Regions from separate parts of the Sus scrofa genome. Here region 2 is linked to region 1. A link is a contact called in public HiChIP or PLAC-seq data. All regions are on one chromosome and are shown on one strand. Each heading gives the region's core, a stretch centred on a gene start, on an enhancer-like site or on the middle of the called end of the contact. The rest is flanking DNA. Distances are from core to core; before and after follow the strand shown.

The links. HiChIP or PLAC-seq counts read pairs in DNA pulled down with a chosen protein or histone mark.
Region 2: an H3K27ac HiChIP or PLAC-seq map of alveolar macrophages shows a contact between it and region 1. The contact joins the promoter of ACAD11 here to the enhancer-like site in region 1. A contact is called at or near these places in 3 of 5 promoter capture datasets (fetal skeletal muscle, liver and skeletal muscle), 4 of 47 Hi-C or Micro-C datasets (embryonic fibroblasts, mesenteric adipose tissue, retroperitoneal adipose tissue and 1 more) and 2 of 2 datasets of contacts at active chromatin or transcription factors (alveolar macrophages and skeletal muscle).

Annotation. Positions count from the first base shown.
Region 1 is chr13:73,693,147-73,700,977 of Sscrofa11.1, forward strand. DNAJC13 (dnaJ homolog subfamily C member 13) reads left to right here. Exons shown (of 57, transcript XM_021069457.1): 50 at 221-390; 51 at 556-598; 52 at 965-1,138; 53 at 2,981-3,160; 54 at 3,475-3,615; 55 at 5,482-5,625; 56 at 7,781-7,831. Among named protein-coding and RNA genes, the nearest start is that of ACKR4, 77 kb to the right of the region's middle. Within about 2 kb of position 4,690, at least 1 of the 83 cell types and tissues checked has an H3K27ac peak or open chromatin away from gene starts, as enhancers often do. A contact at or near this core is called in alveolar macrophages, where this site is marked.
Region 2 is chr13:73,828,040-73,835,870 of Sscrofa11.1, forward strand. It overlaps ACAD11 (acyl-CoA dehydrogenase family member 11), which reads right to left and starts at 3,457. Exons shown (of 21, transcript XM_001924765.5): 1 at 3,161-3,457. The coding sequence starts at 3,309. It overlaps UBA5 (ubiquitin-like modifier-activating enzyme 5), which reads left to right and starts at 3,446. Exons shown (of 12, transcript XM_003132421.6): 1 at 3,446-4,260. The coding sequence starts at 4,100. LOC110256298 (a long non-coding RNA gene) reads left to right here and starts at 1,115. Exons shown (of 2, transcript XR_002337685.1): 1 at 1,115-1,188; 2 at 2,612-3,170.

The DNA of each region.
Region 1 (7,831 bases), core at 3,440-5,939:
AAACTGGATAGGTAAGTAGTAGCAGGTTGTAGTGAGTCCTATTATCTTTGCATAAACCAAAGTTTATCTGTTCTCTCACTCTGGAACTTTTAGGTGATAGTTATTGCCTGTATCAACCATAAATACAAATTACAGCAACATTTCTTAGAGAAGTGTAAAGCAAACCAAATATCAAGATGTTTCTAATAGGTCTTTTCTCTCTCTCAAACCTCCTCACTAGGTTCGAATTACATTAATGAAATTTCTCCCAAGTGTTTTTATGGATGCCATGAGAGACAACCCTGAAGCTGCTGTCCATATTTTTGAAGGAACTCATGAAAATCCTGAGTTAATTTGGAATGATAGCTCCAGAGATAAAGTGTCCACAACAGTGAGAGAAATGATGCTCGAGTAAGTAAAGACATGTATAATAACTTAGGGCCTTTGGGTGGAATCACCAGGCAGGCACACGTTTTCCATGTTGTCTGTCACTTCTCTTCAGACTTATTCTACAAAGGTTAATGAAAGTGTATCTTGTGACTAAAGTTTGATATCCTTCTCCCTTTTTTTCCCAAGGCACTTTAAAAACCAGCGAGACAACCCTGATGTAAACTGGAAGGTAAAATATACTTTCATTCAAAGGAAGGAGCGTTACATTTTACTGTAAATTTGTTATTGTTTTTTAAATTCCCACTGAGTTTAATGCCAACCTTTTAGATACTTTGTCATTAAGATACTTAGGTCTTCCCCTGGAAAATAAAGTTTTAAGCATAAAAGTAGGAATACTCACTTTTGAAGTAACTAATTAAAGGACCTTTTCTGAATTACCAAGAGAAGGCAAACGTAAAATAAATCTTACTTGATTATAATAATAAGTATTTAAGGACTGGCTAATTTTGTAATTTCTTTAATAGGGTTTTCATTTCTTTCTTAATGTACAACTGATGATTGTTAAGTGACTTGACTACTCTTTCTCTATTTAAAGTTGCCTGAAGATTTTGCTGTGGTATTTGGAGAAGCAGAGGGTGAACTTGCTGTTGGAGGAGTTTTCTTGAGAATCTTTATTGCACAACCAGCTTGGGTTCTAAGAAAGCCTAGAGAATTTCTTATTGCACTGCTTGAAAAATTAACAGAGCTCCTGGAAAAGAACAATCCTCATGTAAGCTTCAGCCATCAGCCAAGTATTTCAAATAGTTTGCTAAATATAGCAATAGTGTTTCTGCCATTCTCATTGACTAGGCATTAAGAATATAACAGCCACACTTAAATTCACAGATGCCTGATCAAAAGTAAAGCTCTTTGTTAAGAGTTGGAGGTGTCTCTATTGAGAGGCTGCTATTTCTCTTCCTTTCTTTTTCTTTTTTCTTTCTTTTTTTTTTTTCTTTTTTTTGGTGCCCTAGCATGCAGCAGCTTGATCTGGGATCTCAGTTCCCAGGCCAGGGGTTGAAACCAGGCTGCAGTGGTGAAAGTGCTGAGTCCTAACCACTAGACCACCAGGAAACTCCCCAAGAGACTGCTATTTATAGCAGTTTTAGATGCTCTGAAAGGTTTTTGTCATCCCATTTGCAGTGATTTTATGGTTTTAAGGAGAAACCTAAGTATTCAGTTGTAGAAACTGAAATGAAAATGTGTCCTGGGAGGGCATGTTCTTCACTCAGCTTTTATAGGGAGTAGAGGGGACTCTAGTTAAGGAAATTGGCAGAAGAGTCTTGGCTACACAAGTGAACGCTGTACCTGTGCTTAAAGCCAGAGGCCGAAGTTCCCGTTGTGGCTCAGTGGAAACGAATCTGACTAGTATCCATGAGGATGCAGGTTTGATCCCTGGCCTCAATCAGTGGGTTAAGAATCCGGTGTTGCGGTGAGCTATGCTGTAGGTTGCAGACACCGCTTAGATCTGGCGTTGCTGTGACTCTGGTGTGGGCTGGCCAATCAACCCCTAGCCTTACCTCCATATGCTATGGGTATGGCCCTAAAAAGACTAAAAAAAAAAAAAAAAAAAAAAGCCAAAGGCTAACAGGAAAGCAGGAGTAGGTAAGAAAGTGGACTGTTGAATTAATTAAACAGGTGATTAAGAGCCCCAAGTTGCATTATTAGGTAATCCTGGACCCCAGTATCAGCTCCACCACTGGCTAGCTCTATGGCCTAGAGTAGTACCTCCTGACTCACCTCAGTTGTCTTGTAGAAGGTAACAGTATCTGCCCCTAAAGCTGAGGTTTTCATGAGTTTTAATAGATGTGGATTACTTAGCATAAATGTCTGGCATGTGTCAAGTCATTAGCTTTGTAAGGCTTTTAAAAATATATTGATAGTATGCCAAATGTTTGCATAGGTCTCTTTCTGTAGTCACATTTTTTCTTTACTAGGATTTTTACTGCATACATGGTTTGCTTAAAAAATGAAATCCTCAAAATGTAGAAACTTAGAAAAACATGTAACATTTTACTATATATCGCATTCTCTTTTTGTGCATCCCAGTTCCCATATTTATTCAAGACATGTTATGTTCTGGATATGTATGTCTGCATATAATGCTATAAGTTAGAAGTCTTTGCAATCCATTATCCATTATAGAAAGTGTTTATGGAACCCAGACATGTTAATTAGTAGGATTTTTAATATAAGTGGGGAAAACATTTCATTAGTTCTGAATTATTGATGTTCTCTGGTACTGCCATTTCTATCACATTATCTAATAATTTCTAGTAATATTTTTTGAGAGATGGTCTCTTATTAGAAATCTCTTTCTGCAATAGAAATGAGATGTGAAATAGAAATGCCCAGTGAAAGTCTGCTTAGATTAAGGTATTTCATTCTTGAAGTCCTTTAAATCCATGCTTTTTATTGAGATGGGAAAATTTGCTGTTCTTTTAGGATTTATGAATCAATTTTCAAGTACCAACACTTAAAATTCGTGGGTCCTTAGTTTTGAACAGCAAACATTATCAAGGATGTTTAGGACTTTATGAGTGTTTTATAGTTTTTTTGTCTTTACACCCTCCAGGGAGAAACTCTGGAAACTTTGACAATGGCAACAGTGTGTCTTTTCAATGCACAGCCTCAGCTGGCTGATCAGGTCCCACCATTGGGCCATCTTCCCAAAGTTATCCAGGCAATGAATCATAGGAACAACGCCATTCCTAAGAGTGCCATTCGAGTTATTCATGCCCTGTCTGAAAATGAGGTATTGATAAATCCATTTAGTAGCTTATAGCTTTGGAATTTATCTGTGCTCTCTCTTTCTGACTATTGTACGTTGCAGTACAAATCCCCTTTCTACCATTTGCCTTAATCCACATGTGCCATGTGGTATTGTAATGATTCTTAAACTGGTTTAAATGATATGGTATTAACCATATTAAGGAGACTGAATTTGACTTGGTTCATTATTAAAATTAAAATGAATGTGGGTTTTTCATATATCTTGTTATTGTGGTATTTGCTGTGTTGTATAAAATATTGCTGGTCTACAAGTAACCTTCTCTTTGGGGCACTTAGCTGTGTGTTCGAGCCATGGCATCTTTGGAGACCATTGGCCCACTGATGAATGGAATGAAAAAGCGACCAGATACTGTTGGTCTAGCCTGTGAAGCAATTAATCGAATGTTTCAGAAGGAGCAGAATGAATTAGTAGCACAAGTAAGTGACTTTCTAGATTTCTATTTTAAGAAGCAACATACCAAACAGATTTTCACTTCTTTAGCACTGATTTTGACTTCTCTTAGGTTCAGCAATTTGGCACAGAGATAACTTGTGAGTTTGTGCATACATATTTTTATATTTTATACACACACATGTACAGGAGCACACCGAGAAGGTGGGCCAGCCAGTGTCAGAGTAATTTTGTGATGTATGAAATTTATTTATTTATTTTATTTTATTTATTTATTTATTTATTTTGCTTTTTAGGGCTGCACCCGAGGTATATGGAGGTTCCCAGGCTAGGGGTCCAATTGGAACTACAGCTGCCCCCCATATACCACAGCCACAGCAACATCAGATCACAGCCACGTCTGTGACCTATGCTACAGCTCATGGCAACACTGGATCCCAGACCCACTGAGCGAGGCCAGGGATTGAACCTGTATCCTCATGGATCCTAGTTGGGTTCCTTATGCACTGAGACATGATGGAAACTCCTGATGTTTGAAATTTAAATTTTGGTTATTTACTAAGCTTTTATCCCTAGCTTGCTTTATAAAATTTGCTTTATCCTTTTTGGAAAGATTCGTTCTATTTGTTCATTCCTTTGTTTTTAAAGTCATGTTTAAGAAACATGCCAAGGTTTTTGTAGTCCTTTTCAAAGAAAGTACTGACCTCATGAAAAGGAGACTTGGTGGGTGCCAATGTAAAGTAGCAGACACCAAGGGAACAAAGAACATACAACACATGTAAAAGCCATTGCAAAAATGATCTTTCTAAAATACAACTTTTAAATATAACCCATTCTTCCTCTTACAAATCCCTCATTGTTTCCCCTTACTGCCAGATGACAAAGTGACATCTGACCTCCTTAGCCTGGGTACAAGGCCTTACATCTTTATTATCTGGCCCTCCTGTTTCCTAGCCTCTTTTCCTTTCTCATCTTTTCTCCGCCCCCCACCCCTATTTCCACCCCTCTTCCTCATTCAGGCAGGTTAGGAGTACTGGGTACATTTCAAGGAGAAAATTGGATGCTCTGAGGTTCAGACTTAGAGTTGGCCAAGAGGGTTATTGTATTGGAAAGAACATGAGCTAGTTCTACCACTTGATGGCTCTGTGACCTAAGGCATGGTATTTAACCCTGCAGTGCTCAGATTCCTCATCTGTAAAATAAAGTTACGACTCCTCACAGGGTTGTTATGAGAATAATATCTGTAAAAAGAGGTACATTTACTAAATGTTAGTTACTTCCACCTCTTCCCTTTGGATTTCAGAGCAGGCAGTGAAAATTGCATGGCACCAGAGTATTACTTAGCTTTTATGTGAGTGATACAAAGTGTATGGTGGATGTCAAGGTTGATGTTTTAAGATGTGAAAAAAATACTAATATGCTTCAAATGCTGTTGCCTATCAGTATATGTCATTAGAGGAGGCGGATCAGTATACTGGCTAAAAGCTCAGGTCCAGATACAGATCCAATACTGCCCAACTTTGTGACCATCAGCACGTTTTACCCGCCATGCACTGATTTTCCCATTGGTGATAATTGTGCCTACATCATTTGGTGTTGGGAGGACTAAGTAAAATAATCAGTGTATGTAGCATGTAGAATAGTTGATGAAACAGAATAAAACCTCATTAAATGAAAATGTCGTTACCGTTAAATACTGCCTCTCCCGCCAAAAAATCTGCATGTGGCATTAAAATAAAATAAAGCAGAGTGTCCTCTTCTAGGTACGGGCCTGGGGTGAAATTATTTCTTCAGTGGATGGCTTACATTTCTTAAAGTGTATGCAAAATGTGTATATATGCACACACACACACACACACGTAGACATACATATACTTAATATTCTTTTCTAGGCCCTGAAAGCAGATTTGGTCCCATACCTCTTAAAATTACTTGAAGGCATTGGCCTTGAAAATCTGGACAGCCCAGCAGCCACAAAGGCTCAGATTGTTAAAGCTCTCAAGGCAATGACTCGAAGCCTGCAGCATGGAGAACAGGTGAGTCTGCACAGAGGTAACTTTGATCTGCCAATTATAACAAGGTACTCTCAGAGCCAAAGGTCTTGGCTATTGGTGATCCATGCACCACAACTCATGTTCCACTTACAGACGTGGTTCCTGACCTTAACTGGAGCAGAGCCCCAGACCAGGGATGCACTAGCATAGCTACCTCATAAAACACAAACCGTATATACTCAGATTGCCACCCAGGAGGATTCTTTTTCTGGATAGTGATAGCATGTTGAACATTTCTTCAGCACAGAAGAATATTGAGCATTAGTGCTGGTTAAGATTAACGTCCAGTTCTCAGAGTTCTTATGGAATAGTGATAACCACATTCATTAACCATCCCATAATACCATTTTAAAAGATACAGAACATCATTTTAGTTTCATCTCCTTTCTTTCTTAACATTTAGGAATTGTTGGTTTCCTTTTTGTTGTGACTTAAATATCTATTAATGTGTCAGCAGCATGCATATGCTGAGTTCAAACCAGTTCAGTAATTTTCCTCATTGATTTTATTAATGTTGCTTCTGAGGAGTCTTCATTCAGTTTTATTGTGTAGCCCTATGTATTAATGCTCTCTCTTTTAACTCGAAGTGAAATTTACATAACATAAAATTAATCACTTTAAATCAAACAAGTTATTGGTTTTTAGTATACCAGTTGTTATTTGGCATTAACTGTATTGTGTAACCACCACCTTATCCAATTTCTAAACAACTTCTGTACAAATTAAGCAATTATTCCCCATTTTTTCCTCCCCTCAGCTTCTGGCAGTTCACTCTGTCTTCTATAAATTGACCTCGTCTGGACATTTCACATCAATGGAATCATACGATATGTGACCTTTTGTGTCTGGCTTTTGTAACTTAGCATGTTTTTGAGGTTCATCAGTGTTTTAACATGTTTCAACACTTCATTCCTTTTTAAGGATGGGTAATATTCCATCGTGTGTGTATATATATGTGTCACAATTTGCTTACCCATCATTTGTTCACAAACGTTTAGACTGTTTCTGCCTACTAATGTTCTTCTGTAGGTTTAAGTTGACTGGCAGCTTTCCCTTAGTGAATCCACTGTATGTTCCAACTAAAGAAACATTTTGTATGCCATTGTCCATTCTAGCAGTATCATCATTTGAACTATTTAAGGTAATAGTAAAGAAAAGAGAGAGTATGTCATGCTTCAGTCATATAAAGTTGCCTATGGGTTCTGAACGTAAGCAAAGGCACCACTGTGTACCACGTGCCAGCAGCTGTCTTCCTCTCAACCTGCCTCAGGATTCCTGTTGATGAAAATCAGCAAAGCAATGCTGACACCCACCTTATGCTCTTGAGGGGGGGGAAAGAAGTATGATAGTTATCAAAATAGGAACTTTACCACGTTAACAGCTAATCACATGGGGCAGAGTCTCTTAGACTTGAACAGTTCCTGCATATATCTCTGCTTTCATACTCACTACTGAGAATGTTTTTCTCATCTTTGTGTCCACTGTGCAACCCACATAAGAAGTGTTCAATAAATATTTGATCTAAACTTTAATATGTGAAAAGTATCCTCTATGTTGGACTCTCCTAAACTTTTTTTATCTGTGTACAGAAAGAAACATGTCTTTCCTCTTAGTCCAGTACACATTTACACACTTTATTTATACTCATTTGCACACTTTATTTATACTCATTTATACATATACACATCACAGAACAACTTTGCCCATTTTACGTGTTATGCTCTGATGCTTTCTATGTTAATCTGTTTTATTTTCTCCAGTGTGTTGATCACAACCCTCCTAGTGGACTTCTTAACAGGTCACATCCATGGTGTGAAAGAGTGCTTTAAGTTTCCGAAACCACACTGTCAGCCATTTTACTATAACAAGAACATCTTCCAGCCCAAATTACATACACATCAATAAGTTGTAAGTTCAAATAGCAGAGTCCAAGTTTAGAGGGAAGACTGACTGAAGGACTTTTGTGGCCTGTCTTAATGAGATATGTCTGATGTAGAGTGATGAATGAAGGGTCTTTGGATCTTTCATCAGCTTCCAAGACTTCCTTTTGTCTTGGAAGTTTGCTTTTTCTCTTTAATTTTATCTAACAACATTCAGCACTTAGTTTATGTTCAAAGAGTTTGCTTTACTTCCCTAGGTGAATGAAATCCTGTCTCGTTCTTCAGTCTGGAGTGCCTTCAAAGATCAG
Region 2 (7,831 bases), core at 2,207-4,706, 130 kb after region 1:
AATTTGCATTTCCCAATTATTACAGTGTAATGAGGTTGAGTATCTTCAAGTCTTTTGTCCATTTTTTCTGGTGGGCTATTGTAGTTCTTTACATACTCTGGATATTAATCTTACACCCATTATATATACTGCAAATATTTTCTTTTGTAATTTCATTTTAAAGCTTTTTTTTTTTTTTCCTGAAAACTTATCGTATTCTTCATGGTTTATGCTTTTGTCTTTTTAAAGATTTTATTCTTTACTCCAAAGTCATAAAGATCTTCTCCTATATGTCTTCCAAATGTTTATAGTTTTGCCTTTATCATTCAAGACTGTAGTCCACCTGGAACTGTGTGAGGTTAGAGTAAAGAAAGGGTATAATTTCAATTTTTTCTTTTTTTCTTTTTGGCTGCACCCGAGACATATGGAAATTCCTGGGTCAGGGACTGAATCTGAGTGGTAGCTGCAACCTATGCCATAGCTGTAGCAATGCTGGATTCTCAACCCACTGCACAGGGCAGGGAGATCCAACTCCTGCCTCAGTAGTGACCCGAGCTGCTGAGATAACGACAGGTTAACTCACTGTGCCACAGCAGAAACTCCTAATTTCAATTTTTTCATGCAGATAATTAATACTTTTTTTGATTTTTTAAATATTTTTAAAATGTTATTTTATGATTATTTTTTCCCTTATAGTTGATTTACAGTGTCTGTCAATTTCTACTGTACAGCAAAGTGACCTAGTCATATATATATATATATATATATATATATTCTTTTTCTCACATTATCCTCCATCAATGTTCCATCATGAGTGACTGGAAGTACTTCACTGTGCTATACAGCAGGATCTCATTGCTTATCCACTCCAAATGCATAGTTTGCATCTATTAACCCCAGACTCCTAGTCCATTCCACTCCCTCCCCAGCCCCCTTGGCAACCACAAGTATGTTCTCCAAGTCCATGAGTTTCTTTACTGTGGAAAGGTTCATTGCATGCAGATAATTATTATCCCTGCATAGTTTGTTGAAAAATCCTTTCTCCCTCCAACCCCACTTGCACTGACTCTCAGTGCCGGCACTGTTACATATCAAAGTTCTATAATTATGTGGGCTTTTTTGTGAACACTCTCCTCTTTTTTATTTACCTGTTTGTCTCTTTGCTAATACGCCATCTTAACTGAAATTTCCCACTTTGTTCATCTTCAGGTGAGTTTTTGCTTATTCTTAGCCCTTTGCTCCTATATGTAAAAGTTAGAAGCAATTTTTTGAATTAGGGGAAAAAATTAAGACATTGCACTGAATCTATAGATTGGCGAGGAAAAGGGAAATATACAATTCTGAATTCTACTATTCATGAACATGGCATCGCTCAATTTATTTAGTTCTTTTTAAAGTCCTAATACAGTTTTATAGTTTCCTCTACAGAGGTCTTGCACATACTTTATTAGAATAATATTTGGGGAAATTTGTAATTCTGATGCTCTTATTATCTTTCTGAAATTTATATCTTTATATTTTTATTGCTAAAGTTCAGAAATGCAATTTATTTTGGTATACTGAACTTTGATAAACTCCATTATTTTCTGTGGATTATTGGGTCTTTTATCGTTATCAATTAATTTCTACACATATATTTATTAGCTGTCTTCTATTGATTTCTGAACTTTGGCATTTATATTCTGAAATTTTTTCAGAATGACACTTTAGAATTTTTGAAACTTCCTTTGTGGCCTAACATGTCTTCAGTTTTCAAAAACTTTTTCATATGCCTTGGAAATAAATGTGTATTTTCTGTGGGGATAGTTCAATGCATATATACTATTTAAGCTGCAACTAATTTCATTTATCAAGCTCAATTCTGCTTTAACATTCAGTATAGCACTGGGAACTATATCTAGCTATTTATGATGGAGCATAATGTGAGAAAAAAGAATGTATACATGTATGTGTGACTGGGTCACCTTGCTGTACAGTAGAAAATTGACACAACACTGTAAAACAGCTATAATGGAAAAAATAAAAATCATTATAAAAAAACATTAAATTTAATTCAGAATTAAGTAACTCTCAGTAAGATAATCCTCCAACAACTCTAATGATTACTATCTCCATTTTGCCAAAGAAGTTAAATAACTTGTCCAGATTCTCAGAGCAAATTTGAACTTTGATCTGTTAGTTTACAACACAAGCCTTCTAGGCTAGAAACTTAAGCCATTTTTTATTCCAATTTCTCTTTCGTCCTACAATATCTATTGTGACATGGTGCCTTTTAATTCTATACTCCAAACTTTCTCTTATCCATTTTCCTTCCCACTATTTTTAATTTACCTGAAACCAGTAGTCAAGGAATATAAATGCCAGTGATAAATGCCACTGGTATATGGTGCTCTTACAATGTTAAATCTTTTCACATCATTTCATTATCAGGATTACTCAGAACAGGCAAGTATTTGTTACAGATTATGAAACAAGTTCTCAGAGAGTTCATGTAACACAGCATTTAAATTTCCCAGTCTGTAAGTGGCACATCTAATTTTTGGCAAGAGAGGACTGCTTCTATAGCTCTGCGTTTATCAAAATACTATTTTTAGAATTAAGTCTTTTAAAATTATTTTCTACTATACATCAGACTAGAAGCAAGTTCAAAGTGGAGAACAGTACTCTCAGGATGGTCGTCCAGTTCCATTCCCCTACTTCAGAAAGAATTAAAGCCCAAAATGGTGCTGCGATTTGCTAAATGGAAGATCTGGATTAGAATTCGGATGTCCCAACCGATATCATTAACTCACTCTGCAAGAATATGGCCAAAGTGAACGGAATGACATCTGCTTCTCAAAAAAAAAAAAAGTTATAGAACAAAAGTTGAGGGAAAGCCTCTCTAAATCCTGCAGAACCTCCAACCTTAAAGTGCCTCACTGAATCCTCTAAGTACGTAATTGTTAACAAAGATTCCTTCTCATAATTGGAATCGTGAATGTTACTGTGCTTCTATTATTGCTCTTGAATTAGAAATACCCAGAATGTAATGCAGGAGACTGGTGAGGGCAGCTCCCGCCTGCAAACTGCGTCACTGAGGAAAAATAAACAAGATGGGGTAAACTGAGAACCTACCCAAAGCCAAAGGGAAAAAAGTATAAGGCACAGATTTTTTTCTGCTGGAAATGGCTGGCGTCGATACCTGTACTGGGCAACAGTCAGCTTGGCCTCAGGCTCAGCCCCAAAGTCAGGCAAGTGCTGGTATAGGTAGGCTTCCAGGGACCTGCAGTCCAACTTGTGCTGGGGCAGCACTTCCCCCATCTCGGGACCGTGGGAGGCATCGGCCTTCATGATCGCTGCTGCATCCAATGACCACAGACTCACAGAAACCGCAACTCTTCGGGGCTCGGGGACACTCCACAGCTCGGGACGCCCGGGAGGAGGGGGGCCTGCGGTTCCAGCCAATCACAATTTCCCTCCCGGAGCCGAGGCTAGGCGGACTGGCTAGGTTAAGGGTTCTAGTCGCGAAGCGCCAGGAGGGCCTTGGTGTGTGTTCAGATTAAAATTTTTCACCTAGCCTCAGAATTAGAGGCCTCAATTCTAAATAAAGCAAAACCACATTAGTCACTCCGGCCAAATAAGAACTCCGAGGCCGCGTCCACCTCCGAATTTAAAGCACCAGCAAGCGGAAAACCTAAAAGGTTCGGCGCAGAAAAAGGTCCGTCAGGACGTCGAGCTCGGGAATAAAAGATTCTGAGGTTTCTCCTAGCTGCCCGGTTGGAAACGCAACGTCGCAGGATACTGGCTCTGGATGTTTATGACCCAGGCCCTGCTGCAGGTCGGTCTTTTAGGCCCGGGCGAAGAAGGAAGCTGAAAGTGACTGCGTTTTTATTTATTTTTATTTTTTGAGGGGGAACGATGACTGCAACACACAGGAAGCGGACCCCGTGCGAGGCCAGCGGGGCCGGTGGAGACGTGTAAGTTAGAGAGGTGAAGGGAGCCCTTTTCCGGGGTTGTGGGCTAGCAAGGCCGCCGCAAGGTACCTCCGCACATACCTCTTGCCCGCCCAGCAGCCAACAGTGTGGGGCGGCGGCGACGGCGACGGCCGGGGCTGGGAGGGCTGGCGGCCGGGGTCCCAGCCATGGCCGAGTCTGTGGAGCGGCTGCAGCAGCGGATCCAGGAACTGGAACGGGAACTGGCCCAGGAGAGAAGTCGCCAGGTCGTGGGGGACCGCGACGGAAAAGGCGGTCGGACCCGCATCGAGAAGATGAGCCCGGAGGTGGTGGACTCCAACCCCTACAGGTGACCTAAGTGGCGGGGCGGAGGGGGTGTGGGCGAGGTCACGGTCTCCAGGTGGTCAGGAGTGAGGTGCCCGCCGCTGCTCTCCAGCTCCCACATCCTCGTACCACCTCTCTTTTCTTGTTCTGAGGCCCCGTCCTCAAGCGGGCGAAGCCAGGTCTCTGTACTGGTGAAAAAAATGTTTTTTTCTCTTTTAAAACTACCCAGCTGAATCAGCCATATGGTGCTTCTCCTGTGTCTGCTGAGGACACGTATCAGCTTTCCTTCTGCCCCTGCCTCTATTAGTCTTACTTGCTCTGCCTAAAATTGATAGTAATAACTTTTAGAAGGTGACACCAAATGTAAAACCCAATGAGCACACGCTTCGAGCTTCATCGAGCCCTCTCAGTGTTTCTTAAATTACGGGTGTAGGAGAGGGCTGGATTAGCTCTAAAACCGTTGGCCTTCACCTGTGTTGTCCGCTCTCTTTCTTCGTTTCCTAAGGTTTGTGAATTCAGCAGGCTGAATGTAGCTTAGTGGTTGAGGGTAAGGACTCTAGAGCCAAACTGATTGAATTCAAATCTTAGCACCTGAGTAACCTGAAGAGCGTTCTGAACCTATCTGCTTCAGTTTCTCACTTTTAGTATCTCTGTCCAGCTGTGAAGATTGAAAATGTAAGTATATGTAAAGTTCTAGAATAGTGTTTGTACATACTAAGCCCTGTACAAGACCTTATTGCTAGTGAATATGGTAACAGTTACTGAGCTTTCACTACCTGCTTAACACTTTGCATGCATTGTCACCTTTTTCTCCTTATCACAACCCTAGATGGTGGCTACTATATTTGACCCTCATTTTATAGGGGAGAAAGTTGAGGCTTAGCTGCTGTGACCTGCCTTAGACCATAGTGCTAACAGTGTAGCTAAAAAGGCCTGGACTGGCATCGTTTGTTTTACTCCAAAGTCCATGTGGAACTGTAAATAGTGTGACTAAAAACTGAATAGTTTTAAAGTTGGTGAAACAGGAAAGATTATTGTTGCTCTTCCCCTTCAAAGAGCAGGAGGGTTTGGGTTTTAACAAAAAGTTTTATTACATAAATCCTCAGTTGAAGTCTTAGGGTGCATGTATTTTTTTTTTTTAACAACCTAAAATATACACCACTATTTAGGCACAAAGATGTTAATTACATTATTATTTGTAATGGAAAAACCTGACCAAAATTATAATTGTTCCGTAATTACAAAAGGGTTCATTTTAACCAAAATTAAATGAACTCATGCCAGATTCTTGCTCTTCTCTCATTAATCTTACTACTTTCTTAATTTTTTTTTTCTTTCAGTTTTGAGATATAATAGATAGGGTGCATGTATTTTACTTCACCCATGTGAAAGGTTAACCATTCAAAATTTTTAGGGATTGAATAAGCAGGAACTGACATCTTTAATCAGAATGAGTGGAAGCTATTTGACTTGGCATCCTTAAATATTGTTCTTTTTCATTTTATGGCCACACCCACAGCACATGGAAGTTCCTGGGCCAGGGATTGAACATGAGCCACAACACTGGATCCTTATTCCTTTAGGCCACAAGGGAACTCTCCTTAAACATTTTTTAATTTTACAAATGAAAATTTTGAAATACTGCCTCCAAGAAAAGCAAGGGAATGTGGATCATACCTTTAGCATCATCTTTCAGACATCTTTTTAGTATGAGACAATTCCTTGACATTGTAATAATCACAAACCAAACTTTCAGAACTCAAATCTAAACATTTAGTATTTCTATCTTGTTTGCATCATTTATTAAAACTGCTAACTAAGATATGACAGTTGTCACCCAAAGCTCTGCACTAGTACATAAAAATTTAATAAAAGTCAGCCTTGATTTTTAGAATTGTTTATTCAGCAAATAATTTATTTTTATTTTTAATTTTTTTGTCTTTTTTTAGGGCCACACTTGTGGCATATGGAGGTTCCCAGGCTAGGGGTTGAATCGGTGCTGTAGCTGCCGGCCTACACCACAGCCACAGCAAAGCCAGATCCGAGCTGCATCTGCAACCTACACTGTAGCTGACAGCAATGCCAGATCTCAACCCACTTACTGAGGACAGGGATTGAACCCGCAACCTCATGGTTCCTAGTCAGATTCGTTTCTGCTGTACCATGACGAGAACGCCTATTCGACAAGTGTTTAATGAGCACCTTTTTATCTCCAGCCCTCCTGGATTATATTATCATTTATTGAGTATTACTGATGCATAGACACTGGGAATACAAAGTAGACTCAGTCATCTCCCTCCAGAGGTTACCAGATGAGTATGAAATAGAAAGGTAAACATGAGATTGCAATATGAGTGGTAAGAGTTATGGTAGAAAAAGTACATGGTTATCAGAAAACTACAGGAGATGGATTTGTAGGTGTTCTACATCATTTTAATTACATTAAATGATACAACAGAAATGTAATAGACCCAGACCCCCAAAGACCTTTTGCTTTAATTTGGAAGAGTCAGTGATTGTGGAATAATCACAAGTAACTATAAAATTGTATGGTATGCAATATAACTTGAAGCACATGGACAAAATTGAAGAAGTGAGCAGAGGTTTTAAAATTAGAAAACCTGTAGTTCCCTAGTGGCCTAGTGATTAAGGATTTGGTGCTGATCCCTGGCCTGGGAATTTCTGTATGTTGCAGGCATGGCCAAAAAAATAAATAAAATTAGAAAACCTGGTTTTGAATATCGGGTCAAAAACCCAGCTTTGAATATTTGTTGCTATTTAGCTGATCTTGGGTGAGTTAATTAACCTGAATCTTTCCCCCCATTTGTAAAAGGATATTGCAGTACATTCTTCTCAACGTCATTATACAGATTAAAGAGAGCATCAAGACAAAGATGGCAGATTGATTGTAGGCATATATTATCACTGTCTGCCCAATCCCACTAAAATAATAGTAATTTTTAAAAAAGGAATAAACCCCTATTAAAAATAGAGGGTTTCTATTAATAATTGGGGTGTAGGTAGGTCTCTGTATTTAAAAGATTAGAGAAAACAGTTTTGTTTTGCTTTGCTTTGCTTTTTAGGGCTGCACCCACAGAGTATGGAAGGTCCCAGGCCAGGGGTCTAATTGGAGCTATAGCTGCCAGCCTATGCTAGAGCCACAGCAACAACAGATCTGAGCTGCATCGGCAACCTATACCACAGCTCATGGCAACACGGGATCCTTAACCCACTGAGCGAAGCAAGGGATCGAATCCACAACCTCATGCTTCCTAGTCAGATTTGTTTCCCCTGAGCCTTGATGGGAACTCCTGAAAACAGTTTTATTTATTTATTTTTATTTTTCGGCGGCACCCACAGCATATGAAAATTCTTGGGAGGGATTGAATCTGAGTGGTAACTGAGACCTTTGCCACAGCTATGGCAATGCCAGATCCTTAACCGACTGTGCCACAGCAGAAACTCCTAAGATAGTTTTAGAAACTAGGAAAGGGATGGATGACCGATAACTGATTTAAAGGTTCCAAAGAGGTTGGCTCTAAAGCCTGCAACCCAAAGGCTCAAGAGTAGGCATAAGTCTTTCTAGAAGGGCCTAA